Regions from separate parts of the Pan troglodytes genome. Here all the other regions are linked to region 2. Evidence: chromatin contacts called from public HiChIP or PLAC-seq and capture Hi-C data. All regions are on one chromosome and are shown on one strand. Each heading gives the region's core, a stretch centred on a gene start, on an enhancer-like site or on the middle of the called end of the contact. The rest is flanking DNA. Distances are from core to core; before and after follow the strand shown.

Evidence for each region. HiChIP or PLAC-seq counts read pairs in DNA pulled down with a chosen protein or histone mark. Capture Hi-C pulls out chosen DNA fragments and counts their contacts.
Region 1: a contact with region 2 is called in an H3K4me3 HiChIP or PLAC-seq map of stem cell-derived excitatory neurons, with 2.9 times the contacts expected there. The contact joins the promoter of DNAJC8 here to the promoter of EYA3 in region 2. A contact is called at or near these places in 1 of 1 datasets of contacts at active chromatin or transcription factors (stem cell-derived excitatory neurons) and 1 of 1 other capture datasets (stem cell-derived neural stem cells).
Region 3: a contact with region 2 is called in a capture Hi-C map of stem cell-derived neural stem cells, with 2.5 times the contacts expected there. The contact joins the promoter of SESN2 here to the promoter of EYA3 in region 2. A contact is called at or near these places in 1 of 1 datasets of contacts at active chromatin or transcription factors (stem cell-derived excitatory neurons) and 1 of 1 other capture datasets (stem cell-derived neural stem cells).

The regions. Positions count from the first base shown.
Region 1 is chr1:202,755,857-202,759,307 of NHGRI_mPanTro3-v2.0_pri, reverse strand. DNAJC8 (DnaJ heat shock protein family (Hsp40) member C8) reads right to left here and starts at 1,304. Exons shown (of 11, transcript NM_001279783.1): 1 at 1,122-1,304. ATP5IF1 (ATP synthase inhibitory factor subunit 1) reads left to right here and starts at 822. Exons shown (of 3, transcript XM_003338984.7): 1 at 822-1,059; 2 at 1,150-1,241; 3 at 2,626-2,889. The coding sequence starts at 973. The coding sequence ends at 2,767.
Region 2 is chr1:202,905,303-202,908,547 of NHGRI_mPanTro3-v2.0_pri, reverse strand. It overlaps EYA3 (EYA transcriptional coactivator and phosphatase 3), which reads right to left and starts at 1,922. Exons shown (of 17, transcript XM_016957345.4): 1 at 1,729-1,922.
Region 3 is chr1:202,733,842-202,737,312 of NHGRI_mPanTro3-v2.0_pri, reverse strand. SESN2 (sestrin 2) reads left to right here and starts at 1,904. Exons shown (of 10, transcript XM_016957397.4): 1 at 1,904-2,394. The coding sequence starts at 2,305.

The sequences.
Region 1 (3,451 bases), core at 55-2,554, 150 kb after region 2:
AAAACAAACTAAAATATTTTTAAAAGGTTTATTCTGAGCCAAGATGAGTGACCATAGCTTGGGGAAACACAGCCTCAAGAGGTCCTAGGAAACTGTGCCTGAGGTGGTCAAGTTATAATTTGGGTTTTCTTTTTTTTGTTTGTTTTGAGACGGAGTCTCGCTTTGTCACCAGGCTGGAGTGCAGTTGCGCAATCTCGGCTCACTGCAACCTCCGCCTCCCGGGTTCAAGCCAATTCTCCTGTCTCGGCCTCCTGAGTAGCTGCGATTACAGTCGCGTGCCACCACACCCGGCTGATTTTTGTATTTTTAGTAGAGACGGGGTTTCTCCATGTTGGCCAGGCTGGTCTCGAACTCCGGACCTCAGGTGATCCACCCACTTCGGCCTCCCAAAGTGTTGGGATTACAGGCGTGAGCCACCGCGCCCAGCCAGAACACTGCCACTTCTCATAACAAATGAGCGCGATTTATGTATATCTAAGCCAGGGCACATTGGACGTCGGTATCCTGGACATCAGCATCCTGGACACAGCTCCCAAACCCCGAATTCCCCCATTTTATTGATGCTAGCAGGCCAGGGAAGGGAAAACTTCCTTTGAGCTTTGAATAATAACGACTTTAGAATTGAAATCGTGGGCTGGAGGTGGACGCCACGCCTCATTCTGATGGGTCCAAGAGCCGAAATTTCGGCTTCCGTCACTCTCCTCACTCAGCTCTCCAAACTCCTCCATCATTCCTCTTTCCAGTCCTTTGGCCCTAAGCCCTTGCTAGCGGTTGGCTAAGAATAAACCCGTCTCTTGCTCGGGATTCGCTGTGAGCTCCGGGAAGCCCGCCTCCGCTCTCCCGTGATTCGCTATTCCTGTGTTCATCCGCCCCTGCGTCGACCAGATTGAGTGCTTGGCCGTCCCTGCCATTAGCGCGTAACGAGAGACTGCTTGCTGCGGCAGAGACGCCAGAGGTGCAGCTCCAGCAGCAATGGCAGTGACGGCGTTGGCGGCGCGGACGTGGCTTGGCGTGTGGGGCGTGAGGACCATGCAAGCCCGAGGCTTCGGCTCGGATCAGGTACGCTGCGGCAGTGTCCGCTGCTCCAGCCCCGCGGGCGGATCCCATCTTTGCTTCCGTACCTTTACCAGTGTCCCTGTCTCTCTGCAGTCCGAGAATGTCGACCGGGGCGCGGGCTCCATCCGGGAAGCCGGTGGGGCCTTCGGAAAGAGAGAGCAGGCTGAAGAGGAACGATATTTCCGGTGAGGCTCACCGGGTCCCAAGTCCAGCCCTAGATCTCCCAAGGGCCTTCCAATCCTTAAACTGCCAATCGCCCCACCCGTTCCTACCTGGTGCCTTGGGCGCCCCATCCCCCAACAGAACTCCCGGGCCCCAATCCAGTATACCCTAACCCTTGATGTCCCGACCGTTGCCACGTATAGGGCACTCCCAGTTCCCTGCACAACAGTTTCAGGCCCCCAAACCATTTCCACCGGCGGGTCTCCAAAACAACCCACGGCTCAACTCCTCCTTCATCATTACCATCTCCCGCGTGGAGTTCTCCTCAGGTCGTGCGAAACACCCCCAGATTCTTCGCACAGTGTCTAGATCCGACCGTCCAACGTTTGCCTCCCAGCCTGACTCCCTCGGCCCTTACCCACCTGTCACCCCCTCTACGCTCTCCTTCCTCGCCAGCACGCCTTAGCTTTGCAAGCCTGCATGCATTCAGGCTTCTCAGGTGTTTCTAGACCCCTGACTCCGCAAGGGTGAGGATGATGGGAGCTGGTCATGGGAGCTACTTATGGTTGGACACCATCTTCTAAAGGCTTTTGCCCTACTCAGCCCAGCCTAGACCTGTAGATTTCCCTCTCCTGCTTAGGAGTATGGAGTGGGCTGGGCCTCCCTTTGCCAGCCCTGAGTTATCTTTAACTGACTTCTGTCCACTCTGGAGAGCAGTGAGGAATTAATCTTGCTTTTGCTTGTCCTTTGGCCTTTCACTTCTGCCTTCTGTTGAGAATTATCACCATGACACCTGCCATACCGTATAGAGAGCCAAGGTACAGCCGTTAGAGACTATCTAATTGAGCCCCTACATTTTGTAGTTAAGGAAAACTGAGGCCTAAATGTGACCAAACCAACATTGTAATCCAGTCCCTTCTTGGAACCTAAATTGAACTGCCAAGTACTGCGCATGCAAGAGACCCTTTATTGGCCTTACAGTGGGCCATTCATTTCTATAGGCAAAGAAAGCTCTAGACAGATTGGAATAGGAAATGGATATTTGCCTTTTAGCTACACCCCTTTGTCTGTCTTCCTCATTTTGTTCCTTTTCTTTTCCCTAAAGGGGAGTCAAGTTCCCTGGGTTGTTCCCCTCATAAGGTATTAGGGACTTGTGTCACATCTCTCTGGAGTTTTCTATTTTAAAGAGGAATCTGAAAGCAATAAGCTCTTTGGTCTTCTTAAGATGGCTACACCTCAATTTAAGATGGGGTATTCTTTCACTAGTTGAGGAGTAGAAGAGGATGACCAGCTAGACTCCCATGGAATTGGGACTCCTATTCCTTGCTTAGACATTACGGGTTATGCTTTGAGATCTCTTTGGGGTGAAGGGTTGAAATTAAACCCTGAGCCACCGTGTCCTTGTAGAGCACAGAGTAGAGAACAACTGGCAGCTTTGAAAAAACACCATGAAGAAGAAATCGTTCATCATAAGAAGGAGATTGAGCGTCTGCAGAAAGAAATTGAGCGGCATAAGCAGAAGATCAAAATGCTAAAACACGATGATTAAGTGCACACAGTTCCCCATAGAATGGCACATGTCATTGCCCACTTCTGTGTAGACATGGTTCTGGTTTAACTAACATTTGTCTGTGTGCTACTAACAGATTATAATAAATTGTCATCAGTGAACTGTGTTTGATGCCTTCTTCTATCTGGAAGAGATAGACAGATACCAATGGACTGCTAAAATGGATTAGAGGCGTCCCTGCATCCAGGAACCCACAGACAATGCACAGTGTGATTAAGTGCTATGAAACAACACGAGTTGGGGGGGATAGGTGTGACACAGACAAAGTACCCCTCCCCGTCTAATTAGAAGTGTTCAGAGAAAGCTTCCTGAAGGATAAATCCCAATCTGAAGCATAAAGATCAGGAGGATCCTAGAGATCCGAAGGAGTCATTGCTTCAAAAGATAAAATTAGGCCAGGTGCGGTGGCTCATGCCCGTAATCCCAGCACTTTGGAAGGCCAAGGTGGGTGGATCACCTGAGGTCAGGAGTTCAAGACCAGCCTGGACAACAGTAAAACCCCGTCTCTATTAAAAATACAAAAATTAGCCAGGTGTGGTGGCACGCACCTGTAGTCCCAGCTACTCAGGAGGCTGAGGCAGGAAAACCACTTGAACCTGGGAGGTGTAGGTTGCAGTGAGCCGAGACTGTGCCACTGCACTCCAGTCTGGGTGACAGAATGAG
Region 2 (3,245 bases), core at 673-3,172:
ACATAAGAAACTTTCAAAGAGGCTTCACTTAGCAGTTAGATAAGTCCTGAAAGCCAATCAGAAGGGTCCTTCTCTGTGGCTTCTAGGACTAACATGGCCAAGCTCCAAAGTCCTTTGCTAAAAACAGCTGAAGAGAGCCCAATTTTGGAATAAGCCAAGGACTATACACTCTTATATGTATATGTATCATATAATGAAGATCTTTCTATAGCTAATTAGCCAAAAGATAAGCAGGTGCTCAAAGCTGTATTTAAGTTCATACTGAAGTACTACATTTTAAAGCACAATTTATAGATTACAGAAACTGATGACACAAAAACCGCTGCACTCGAGTGCTAGATACACACTATAAACATCGGGAAAAAATAAAGATTACCCAAGCCTATACTCTAGATCACAAAATTTGGGAAAGGGAGCACTAACCATTATTAAATGCAATTCCTTCATGTTATAAATGACTTTAAACCTCTAGGGAAATTTAAGAAAGGTGCCCTAAATCTCAAAATGAGAAAATGATAGTTTTACTACAAAGGTGGAAATGGTAAGGAAAAAAAAATACAAAAGTTAGAAGAATATTCTAAGTAATGTACTTCTAAGTAATGTAATTCTAAGTAAAGTCTGGCTAATGAAGGAAGAGGAAGACAAATAGAAAACTTAATACAGTAAAAATGAAAAAATGCATATGTGCATACTAAGTTCAAAGAAGATTACTTTGAAATTACTATAGTGAACTCTTCAGCAGACCACTTTTCGGAAACAACACAATAAATTCATAAATCTGGGGCTAATGATCTCTCCACAAATTCTGTCCTCTATCATCACAAGTGTCCTGTAAGAAACGTCCATGCCGAAAACAAGAGCTGAACGTCCCAAAACATTGGCATTTTTGCCTCAGCTGTGCACATCCATTCTCATGGGAACACAAAACTGACAGAACGTCCTCATGACTTGTCAATTAACAAGATCGCGCCAGCCCAACTGCTAGCAGTACCGTGTGCCTGCCACCTGTTAGCTGCTCTTGAGAGAGCCCCAAAACTGAGGTAAAGCGAAGAACTAGGAACGCCTTTGTTGTACCCTAACTATGGAAGCTACCAGAGTTCAGTCTAACCCGGCGCCTTAAGGCAAAACTTCCCCCAGGCTGGGGAAGTCTTCCCATTTCGGGGCTTTGGCAAAGCTCTCCTCTAGCTAAGGACAGGCAGAAGAACCCCAGGAGAAGCACTGTCACCTACTGGTCCCAGGAGGAAGGATCAAAGCTGAAGAAAGTTGGGGGACAAGGAACTAGGACCCTAGGGAGAGGCTCAGTTTCTCGTGGTGAAGAGTGAGCACAATGAGAAGCTGGGCCGTCTCGCTGGGTGAAAGAACGCTGAGATCCCAGATCAGGGGTAGGGGAAAAGAGGTTCTAAAAGAAGGGAGGAGGAGAAAAAAGGAGAGGCAGTGGCTGAGAGAAGCGCTGAGGCGTAAGGCAAGAAACCGAGGTTGGAAAAGGACTGATGAGGCTGAGGAAAAACAGCGAGGCGACAGAGGCACGGAAGCGCGAGAAGGCTAAGCTGAGGTGAGTAAGGCGAGGCCAGCGTGAAGGAAAGGGCTGAGGTGAGTGAAGCACTGCAGGGACAAGGGACAGACGAAGAGACTCCCACCCACAAGGACCGAGGCAGAACTCTAGACCCATCCCCCTTCACGCTGTGCTCGCCCGGCTGCGCTCAGACCCTGTTGGCAGCGGAGACTCACCCAAAGGCTGGAAAAGCCCCACAACAGGACATGGAGACCAGTCCAGACCCACAGTAGAACCAATCGAGCGGAGGAAACCGCGGCGTTAGCGTGACCCGGATGCGCATCGCTAGGAACCGGAAGTAAGCGGCCAGAGTCACCTCACAATCCACACCTCGTTCCACTAGAAACCTCTGGGCGCATGTGTTGAGTCTGACCGGGCGGGGAAGCGCTTAGGCTCCGCCCACTCCGCCGGCCCGGCGAGCCACGCCCATGGCCACGCCCCTCTCAGTGCCTCGGAGACAGGCAGCTTCTGGGTGAGCGCTAGGCAGTCCTGACCGTACAACCTTCACTTTTAAGGCGGTCTTTAAAAATGCGCGTAATCCCTACCTGGCTAAAAGGAACGTAAGAAGTGTTGGGTGCATTTGGTAGATTTAGAAAAACTGGGAAGGAGAATGAGTGGGAAGTTTTGGAAGACATTTGGGAGGCTAGCCCAAGGTGATCTTTTTTTTTTTTTTTTTTTTTTTTGAGACGGAGTTTCGCTCTTGTTGCCCAGGCTGGAGTGCAATGGCGCGATCTCGGCTCACTGCAACCTCCGCCTCCCGGGTTCAAGCGACCCTCCTGCCTCAGCCTTTCGAGTAGCTGGGATTACAGGCATGTGCCACCACGCCCGGCTAATTTTGTAGTTTTAGTAGAGACTGGGTTTTTCCATGTTGGTCAGGCTGGTCTTGAACTCCCGACCTCAGGTGATCCGCCCGCCTGGGCCTCCCAAAGTGCTGAGATTACAGGCGTGAGCCACCGCGCCCATCCCTTTTTTTTTTTCTTTTGACACAGAGCCTCGCTCTGTCGCCCAGGCTGGAGTGCAGTGGCGCGATCTCGGCTCACTGCAACCCCCGCCTCCTGGGTTCAAGTGATCCTCCCACCTCAGCCTCCCGAGTAGCTAAGACTACCGGCGCGCGCCACCACGCCCGGCTAATTTTTGTATTTTTCGGTAGAGACGGGGTTTCGCCATGTTGCCCAGGCTGGTCTCCAACTCTGGAGCTCGGTTGATCCCTTGGCCTCCCAAAGTGCTGGGATTACAGGCGTGAGCCATCACACCTGGCCCCAAGGTGATCTTTTTATCCCCAAATTTAGTTTATTCTTAATATTATATTAAGCTTACAATTCACTTCGTGCACACTGTTTTCGGAAGCAAAATTCTTAAATGTTTCGTTAATTTTAAATTACAACCCAAGTATGGGCTAGAAGCAAGGTTGAATTCAGGCTTTGTGGAGACTTGACGTTTATTCAATTGGGGGGCCCTCTTTAAAATAATCAAGGCCAGGCACAGTGGCTCATGCCTGAAATCCTAGCACTTTGGGACGCCGAGGTCGACGGGTTGCTTGAGCCCCGGAGTTGGAGATCACCTGGGCAACAAAATTAGACCCTGTCTCTACAAAACAAACAAAGCAAAACAACAACAAAAAAAAACCCAGAAAAATTAGCCAGGTGTGGTGGCACGCACCTAACTGAGCCCAGGAGGTAGAGGCTGTGGTGAG
Region 3 (3,471 bases), core at 655-3,154, 170 kb after region 2:
ACATTTTGCTAGGTGACATAGAGCAGGAGATGGATGTCAAGATGTAGACCCTGCCAGCCAGGCGCGGTGGCTCACGCCTATAATGCCAGCACTTTGGGAGGCCGAGGCGGGCAGAGCACAAGGTCAGGAGTTCGAGACCAGCCTAACCAACATGGTGAAACCCTGTCTCCACTAAAAATACAAAAATTAGCCGGGCGTGGTGGCACTTGCCTGTAATCCCAGCTACTCAGGAGGCTGAGGCAGGAGAATTGCTTGAACCTGGGAGGCAGAGGTTGCAGTGAGCCAAGATCGGGCCACTGCACTCCAGCCTGGGCGACAGAGTGCGACTCTGTTTCAAAAAAAAAAAAAAAAGATGTAGACCCTGCCCTCAAGGAGTTTACAATTAAAAAGATCAGATAAGCCAGACTCAGTGGTGCACACCTGTAACCCCAGTGATTGATTTGGGGGGCTGAGGAGGGAATATTGCTTGAGCCCAGGAATTTGAAGCTGCAGCGTGCTATGATCACGCCACTGTACTCCAGTCTGTGTGACAGAGCTAGACCCCATCTCTAAAAAACAATACTAATAAAAAGAAAAAAGGGTCAGATAAAACATGTACATATAAAATTACAATACAAGGCAGAATGTGGCTGGACATGGTGGCTCATGCCTATAATCCTAGCACTTTGGGAGGCTGAGGTGAGAGAATCGCTTGAGCTCAGGAGTTTGAGACCAGCCTGGGCAACATATGGAGACCCTGTCTCTATTTATTAAAAAACAAAAAACAAAAACACAAAAAAAACTAGGTAGAATGTGATACATGTGAAAAGAGATCCAGCTCAAGTGCCTTGGGAGCTCAAGGGAGGGTGAGATTAATCGCTTTTTCCCAAGAATCTGGAGGCAGGAAACCAAGTCGGTTTCATCTTTGGAATTGTAAGCTTAGACTTAGAAGTCTCAGAGGGGGACTTGGGGGTCTTATCCACCCTCACCCCTGGCAGGATTCCCTGTCTAGAATAAACAATAACTTTAAAATGGAAACAAAAAAAGGAGCTCTGAAGGAAAACTGTGAAGGAAGAGGCTCCGTTTGAAATGAATAGAAAATGAATTTAGCTTGGAGGTGCTGAGGTGTTGGTAGAGGCAACTTTCTGGCAAGAGGCGAGTTGAAGGCCAGGAAGTGGATGAGATCAGGGAGAGTGTCTGGAGGGAAGAGGGGTAAAAACAGAAACTGGGGAAGCACCCACGTTTTAGGAAGTGGGTGGTGAAAGAGGAGTCAGAGAAGGCCAGAGGGAGAGGTGAGCAAAGATCCAGCAGAACACCTTGTTACAAAGTTTCGAGGAGGGTGGCAGGGGTGGAAGCCAGGACGGGTAGCAGAAGGAAGAAAACTTCCAGCAATAGGGATTGAGGTTCCACACGAAGTTACCAATGACATTTCAAGGAATGAAGGCTTTTCCTGAGGCTCCACAAATAAGGTGAATTCCCTGTGTCTCGCATCTTTGGAGCTTCCCCGAGGCCAGAGGGAGCAGGGTTGTGCCCTCTGACCTCTAAATATCTGGGGTTCAGTTCTATAATTAGCAGCACCGGATAGGACGCGAGCCAAACCTCTCTTAACCCTAGCCAGTCCCTCCAGGAACTGAAAAGATGAAGAATTCATTTAGGAGATTTCACACTCGGCTGTTTGGCCTAGCCCAGTGAAGTCCCTTTTCATCACGCAACCCTAATGACTCTTCGGGCTGTCACTGCCGTCTGGTGTTGCCAGGGATCTGACTAAACCGTCTTGCAAAAGTTTGCAGCATTCACCCGAGGCGGACTACAACTCCCAGAATTCCGGGCGCTCCCCGGTGCTGATTGGCGGAGCCCGTGACTCCAGGGGGCGGAGTTTCCCCCGCCTCCCCGGGGAAACAGACCTCTGATTGGCTGGACCGCCGGGCTTTTGTGTCCCCGCCCTCCCCCGGGGACCGCAGCGGGCTGAACTGCTGGTGTCAGAGCCCGGCGAGCGCTGGCAGTTCCGCGGCGGGGATGCTGAGGAGCGCTGGGTCCGCGAGCAGCCCTGGCCCCTGCGGACTTCCGAGGCCGTGAAAACCCCTGCGCTGCGGCCCTTCCCAGGCCCCCGAGGCCGTTCGCCGTTCCCGAAGCCCGACTGGGGGAAGAGTCCAGCACCAAAGCGGCCGTTCTCGGATTCCGGAGCGTTCTGGAGCCCCGAGAGACGCCCCGGGGTTCTAGAAGCTCCCCGGCGGCGCCCAGTCCCGGCTTCCTTCGGGCGTCCCTCCGAAACCCACTCGGGTGCACGGGTCGTCGGCGAGCCGCGACCGGGTCCTGGCGCGCACCATGATCGTGGCGGACTCCGAGTGCCGCGCAGAGCTCAAGGACTACCTGCGGTTCGCCCCGGGCGGCGTCGGCGACTCGGGCCCCGGAGAGGTAAGCGGCGGCCGCGCGACGCCCCTCTTCCCTGGAACCCCGAACCGCGTCTGAGCCTCAGGCTGTCCTGAGCTGAGTCGGTGTGTCCTGGGCTCGGGGAGGGAAAGCCGAGCGCGTAACCCGGGACCCGGGTTGCATCAACTGGCAGCCGCGGCCCTCGGCACCCCTCCCCCCCTCTGTCTCCCCTCTCCCTCCTTCTCCTTCTCCCTCTCCCCCTCCTCCCTCCCTCTCCCCCTCTGCCTCACCGCCCCCCCCACAAGGGCCGCGGATCCTTCCTCGGCTCCCTCGGACTCCTGGCCAATGAGGGAGAAGCCTTCTGGAGGCTCTCCGAGCTTTGGGCTCCTGAGCGTCTTCAAGTCCAGGCAAATCCCGGCCGGAGCGGCCAGACCACTCCTCCTCCCCGCCCCCTTCCGCGGAGTCTCTTCCTCTTCGTGGGGGCCGGCGGGCAGAGGACCCTTCCTGGGGTGTCTCCCGGCTCCTGTCCCCCAGCGCGGGGCGTAGGCACCTGGGACTGGCCAGTGAAAGTTGACCTCATCCCATGTCCCCCGCACTCCTGCTTTGGAGGGAGAGCGCAGGGGCTCTGGGGGCTTGGCGGGCCGCCCGGTACGCGGCAGCGGCGGCAGCCAAAGCTGGGGGGAGAGGGGACAACCCCGGTCGCGGCTTCCGAAGCCAAGCGCGGATTAGGCTGCGCCCTGCTAAGTAAGTGGTCTGAAGGCCCAGAAGTTTGTTTTCCAGAAATTCCTCCCCCACCCTCCCTTCGCGCCGCTCCCCTCCACCCCCCCCCCGCCCCCCCCCGCATTCGCATCCCGGCATAGCCCGCAGGGGCTTTGCAGGGAGACCGGGAATTAGGCTGGACCTAACCAGACTGACAGTTCGCACTCCCCCACCACTACCAGCAGCAGCGATAATGGACATCTTATCATTTATTATGCACCTACTAGATACCAGGCTCTGAGTTTTTTTCGCCTTTAACCTAAGTCCTCAGGACTAAACCAGCAATACAAGCTACGCTATAGCCCCATTTTACAGGAAGAACATTGAGGCCCACGATGGGCTCAGAAAGAGGCTTTCTTCATT